2 separate regions of the Sus scrofa genome follow, and region 1 is linked to region 2. A link is a contact called in public Hi-C data. All regions are on one chromosome and are shown on one strand. Each heading gives the region's core, a stretch centred on a gene start, on an enhancer-like site or on the middle of the called end of the contact. The rest is flanking DNA. Distances are from core to core; before and after follow the strand shown. Region 1 holds the start of SYT3 (synaptotagmin-3). Region 2 holds the start of POLD1 (DNA polymerase delta catalytic subunit).

What was found. Hi-C and Micro-C count contacts between places; a contact is called where the count stands out from the background.
Region 1: a Hi-C map of liver shows a contact between it and region 2, with 5 times the contacts expected there. The contact joins the promoter of SYT3 here to the promoter of POLD1 in region 2. A contact is called at or near these places in 2 of 47 Hi-C or Micro-C datasets (epiblast stem cells and liver) and 1 of 2 datasets of contacts at active chromatin or transcription factors (alveolar macrophages).

The regions. Positions count from the first base shown.
Region 1 is chr6:55,448,022-55,450,721 of Sscrofa11.1, forward strand. SYT3 (synaptotagmin-3) reads right to left here and starts at 1,301. Exons shown (of 14, transcript XM_021094805.1): 1 at 255-1,301. It overlaps C6H19orf81 (putative uncharacterized protein C19orf81 homolog), which reads left to right. Exons shown (of 4, transcript XM_021094808.1): 3 at 234-373; 4 at 1,200-1,560. The coding sequence ends at 1,395.
Region 2 is chr6:55,246,504-55,249,203 of Sscrofa11.1, forward strand. It overlaps POLD1 (DNA polymerase delta catalytic subunit), which reads left to right and starts at 1,296. Exons shown (of 27, transcript XM_003127364.5): 1 at 1,296-1,404.

The sequences.
Region 1 (2,700 bases), core at 51-2,550, 200 kb after region 2:
TTTAAGACCATGACCTAGAATGACAGTGGATGTCTTTCTCCCTGAAGGGTTCCTATCCTACTCACTCTGGCAAAAGGAACAAGATCCTGGGATCAAATGTGATTCTTGCCCCTCAAAAGCCACCTGGGACTCTGGCAGGCTCTCCAGGTGGGGCCTCGGGTGTGGACTTCTGAAGCCGGGTGTCACGGGCTGAGGCTCTTTCTCCGACCCCCCTCCCCCCACCCCCGCCCCAGCCGGAAGAGGACCTTACCCACCTGGAGGTGCTGGAGGCGCTGGAGGCCGAGTTACCCGGAGCCATGGAGAGCGGGCGTGTGAGCAGCATCCGCTTTGAGAACATGAACGTCATCTGCGGGACGGCTGGGCGCCGGGACCGGTGAGCCCTCAGCGAGCGCAGGGTTTGGAGCTGAGCGGAGGAGCAGGACCGCGGCGAAAGCCACGATGGGGCAGGGCCGGGGCTGAGCCCAGAGAGTTGGGAGGGGGCGGAGTCGCCTGCTGGGCGGGGCCGAGGCTAATAGGAGGGGCTGGCGGACCACAGGCCAGCGAGGGGCGGGGCGGGGAAGTGCAGGCAGGCAGAAGGCGGGGCCTAACGCACCCGGAGAATGGCGCGCTGAGTGTAAAGGGCCCGACCCCGCCGAGAGCAGGTGCGACGAGGGGGTGGAAGAGACCGTAAAAGATCTGGAGTGAGGAACCAGACTTTCAGTGACCCAGGGGATGGGCAAGACTGAGGTGTGGGGTCGGAGCATTGGAAGGCAGCTCCGAGGGAGCGGAGCCGGGACTGGGCACCTTGCAGGGGCCCGGCCGGAGTGACTGGGCGAACCTGGAGTATCTAGTTGGGGGCGAGGCCAGGAGATCTGGGACAGACCTGAAAGCCACCCTGAAGGGACCCGGCCTGGAGCTGCTGGGTGAGAGTAGGACCCCCGAGCAGCAATTTAAAAAGATGGAGTCTCGACAGAAGCAGGCTGAGGGGGAAGACGGGGCCTAGACTGACCCAGGTGAAGGTCGAAGTACAGGCTAACCTCGGCGAGAGTGCAGAGCTGGAGAGGAGTTTTAGGGACGTAGTGACGGGTTGAGGGACTGGAGTCAGTAAACGAGCAGGGGCCAGGCAGGGCCTCTGACAATCAAAGGCAGAGCTGCGACCGTCAGCGGTTCCCCTCCCGTCTCCGCCCTGCCCCTCTCCTCCTGGCCTCGCCCCCTCGCAGGTGGCTCATCATGGTCACGGACTTCCAGACTCGCTCGCGCCTGCTGCGCTCGGGACTCCACCTGCGCGGGCTCACTCGCCCTCTCGTGCGCCATGACGAACTGCTGATGGGCGATTACCGCCTGCACCTGCGCCGCTCCCTCGTCCGACGGCGCATGCTCGAGGCTCTGGGGGCGGTGCCGACGGAGGAAGACTGACGCTTGGGGGCGGACCCCGGCTGCGCTTGCGCACCGCCCTTCAGATGCGGGCTAGTAGCCCGGAACCCGAGAGGAAAGGGGTGTTGCCTCCCCAGGAAGGAGGCGGGGTCGGCTCGAGGGGGTGGATACTGTGAGTTTAATTATAAAGAATGACCTGGTACAAAAGCCATTTCTCTCTGCAAAATCTTGGTGGGGAGTCAGGAGGAGGGAGGTGATGGGAGGTAGGGATGAACCCCCATAACAATCCCGCCTCCCTAATCTTCCCCCAGTGCCTGCAAACAGACGCCTGGGTCCCAGTCCCTTGAAGGATGAACTCTGAGGCCCGAGCGCCTCGGTTTTCGGCGCGTGCGATCCCTGTCCCAGCGAGAACCAGACGTCCTCATCCGCCCCCCTCCTCTTCCTCCTCCCACCCCCCTTGGAAGACAATTCTCGGGCTTTTATTTCAGGTTTTTGTTTTTTTTTTTCTGGATTTTTTCGTGTGTGTGTGTTCTATTTTTTTTTTCGTATGTTTTTGTTATTGTTCCTCTTTTTGCTTTGTCTCTCCTCTCCGCCCCGCGCTGCCCCCCATCCAGTCCCTTCCCCCTCCCCACCCCAACCTCTCCTCCCCCCTCCCCACCCCCCACACCCTCCCCAACCCCGCGGCACCCATCCAGAATGAACAAGCCCTTGATAGACGGGCACCGCGCAGGCCCCCTGCGGACGGGGGGCATCCGACAAGGGGGAGGGGGCGGGTAGGGGCCCAGCGCGACCTCCGCCCGCTCCTCGCTACCCCTCCCCCCTCCCACGACCCTCCCACAAGGTTCCCGCAGATCCCTGACGTGGTGAGGGGGAGAGGGCTACAAGCGCCCTCCCCACCCCGTGGACGGAGCGCCCCCCCCATCGGGGGTGGGGGCAGCAGAGGGGGAATGGGCTTGGGGGAAGGAGGGGAAGCTCCCTTCTTTGGCAGCTGAACATGAGGGGGACCTGAGGGCGATGCCTTCCCCTTTGCCCACAGTGGGGGAGGGGGCTTTCCAGGGGAAGGGTGGCTTAAAATTCCCAAGCCCCAGGAATAAAGGGAGGGGGGTGCGTGCAGGAAGGAACAGCCATGCTGGAGGGACGAATTTCTTGGAGAAACACAGGTTAGGAGACGGGAGGGGCGGTGTCTTCGTGCAAAATGGATGGACCAGAAGGCTGGGGGCCGCGAGAGGAGAGAGGAGGTGAAAGAAGGCAAAGCCTAGGGCAGGGAAAGAAGGAGGAAGGAAGCAAGGTGGTCAGGAAGTGAGTGCGCATGGGGTTTTCTCTCGCCAGAAAAAGAACAAAAGTGTA
Region 2 (2,700 bases), core at 46-2,545:
CATTTGTAGTAACATGGATGGACCATAAGGGCATTGTGCTAAGTGAAATAAGAAAAATAAATACAAAACCGGTATGATATCACTTATATGTGGAATCTTAAAAATGCAACAAACCAGGAGTTCCCGTCATGGCACAGTGGTTAATGAATCCCACTAGGAACCATGAGGTTGTGGGTTCGATCCCTGCCCTTGCTCAGTGGGTTAACGATCCGGTGTTGCCAGGAGCTGTGGTGTAGGTCGCAGACGTGGCTCGGATCCCGCGTTGCTATGGCTCTGGCATAGGCTGGCAGCTACAGCTCCGATTAGACCTTTAACCTAGGAACTTCCATGTGCCACAGGAGCGGCTCAAGAAAAGGCAAAAAAAAAAAAAAAAATTACCTTCACCTGCACCAGGGCCTAAGGGGCCACGGAGGTGAGCTAGATAGATGGGCAGTCCTGCCTGAGAGTGAAGGAGGTGTTGCTTGGAGGGATGGGGACTGAAAGGGTTTTTTTAGGGGGAAGAGAGGATGGCAGAAGTAAGAATAGTTACAAGCGACTGTCCTATTCCTTTTTTTTTCTTTTTCTTTTTGCCTTTCAGGGACGCACTCGCGGCATATGGAGGTTCGCAGGCTAGGGATCTAATCGAAGCTATAGCTGCCGGCCTATGCCACAGCCACAGCAACGCGGGATCCGAGCCGCGTCTGCGACCTACACCACAGCTCAGGGCAACGTGGGAGCCTTAAGCCACCCACTGAGCAGGGCCAGGGATCGAACCCGCAACCTTATGGTTCCTAGTTAGATTCGTTTCTGCTGCACCACGACGGGAACTCGCCGACCGTCCTATTCCAAGTGGTGTGCCTCTTACCCTACAAGTCATCTGCCAACCCTGAGCTGAGTCCAGTTTACAGGTGGGGAAACTGAGGCCATGAGCTAGACCAGGTTAGGATCTGAGCATTCACTGGCCTGTCACTACGTGGAGGTCAGGCCGTGGGTGGAAGAATGAACAGGGAGGAGGTGATCCTCCCGACACGGCCTCGGACAGCAGGCAGGTGCAGAAGAAGAGATTGTGCGCCCAGCACCCCAGGTCTGGCGGAACTGGGGCGGAAGGGGGCAGGAGGCCACCGCCGCTGCGCACGCAGTAAACACCCGGGCCCACGACGCGGCTGCAAAAAGGAGGTGTGGCCTCCTGCCGCAAAGGTCTGGCGGGCGGGGTTTGGTGAGGATTTGTCGGCCAGGAGACTAGGCCACGCCCTCTGCTGGGACGGAGGGGCGTGGCCTTGCCTTGGCGGGGGGACGGGGCGTGGCCTCCCCGTGTGGGCTGGAGGGGCGTGGCCCGGCTCGGCGCGCGGTGGCTCTGGGCCTGCGCACGCTGGAGTCAGGGGTCACGGCGGCGTGGGCTGTGGCGGGAAACGCTGTTTGAAGCGGGTGAGTTACGGGAGAAGGGGAATTGCCGGGGACTCCGCCTGGCAGTGGAGGCGGCTTGAAGAGCCGGGCGCTTGGGCCTGGGAGAAGGTTGTGAGGCGTCTCGTGAAGCGTGGCGGCGAGGGGGATCCCCCGCCTTGGTTCGGGGCGCGCGAAAGAGAGGCAGGGGCCAGTGGTCGTGGGCGCGTGCGCGGGGGCGCGCGGGAAGATGACAGGGGTTGGCGGGGGCCCCTTCCGTATGCAGGGGCTCCAGCTCTGGGGACTGGGGGTGACGTACCCTGGAGGGTCTTAGGGGCTGCGCGTTCCCGAGGCATTGGAGACTGAATAGTGCACATGGGGACCTAGCGTCATCTTTTATTCACGAAATGTTGAGTGCTCAGTGCCAGGCACTGTTCTAGAAGCAGAGGCTACCACCGGAACAAGGTAGAGAAGACTGTGTCAGGGGGAGACAGACAGTAGACAAGTAGTAAGGATAAAGTAATGCTTTCAGCTCGTAATACGTTATCCCAAGTGAAGTAAAACAGAGCAGCCTTCTTTAGCTCGAGTGATCAGACATCGTCTCTCTGACGAAGTGACATTGGAGAGCGATCGGGCAGGGGGGACAAGCAAGTGCAAAGGCCTGGAAGCAGGAAGGGGCTTGGGGTGTTTCTAGCTGGAGGGAACAGTGAGGCTGGAGATCTGATGGGGAGTCGGATGCCGAGGAGCCTTGTAAGTCTCGGTGTGGCGTTTAGTTTTTATTCTAGGTTCCTTGGGAGCCAGGGGAGGTTTGGGGCATTGGAGGACCATGACCCTCCTCTGTGTTTTGAAAAACAAACTCCCTGGCTGCTGATCCAGGGTGGCATTGTAGCAGGAGCAAGAGTGGAAGGAAGGGCCAGTTAGGAGGCAAGAGCGGGTGGTTGGTGGCTTAGCCTGCAGTGCAGGTGGGCAGACTCCATCCGCACAGGTTGTCTTTGGGGTTTGAGCTGGCATGACATGAGCGTACAGGGAGGGGGCGCCCAGGGTGAGCAGCGGGCTGGAGAGAGAAGGTTGAGGGGAGCAGGTTTGGGTGTGAGGGGGCAGGATGATGTCAGGGTCTCAGCCTCCTGGCCACACCTGCTTTTTCTCCCCTCTTCCTGCACTTTCCCACTCTAGCCCCTTAGGTTCCTACCCCACTTCCTGCCCCACTCCAGGCCTGTGCCTGCCACACCCTTCCCTCCTCCTGCAATGCTGTTCCCTCTCCTCACTTCTTCAGCCAGCTGCTCTTGGGGCCGGGCCTTTGCCGGGCACTGGGGAGCCAGTGATAATTCAGTTTGGTTGAGG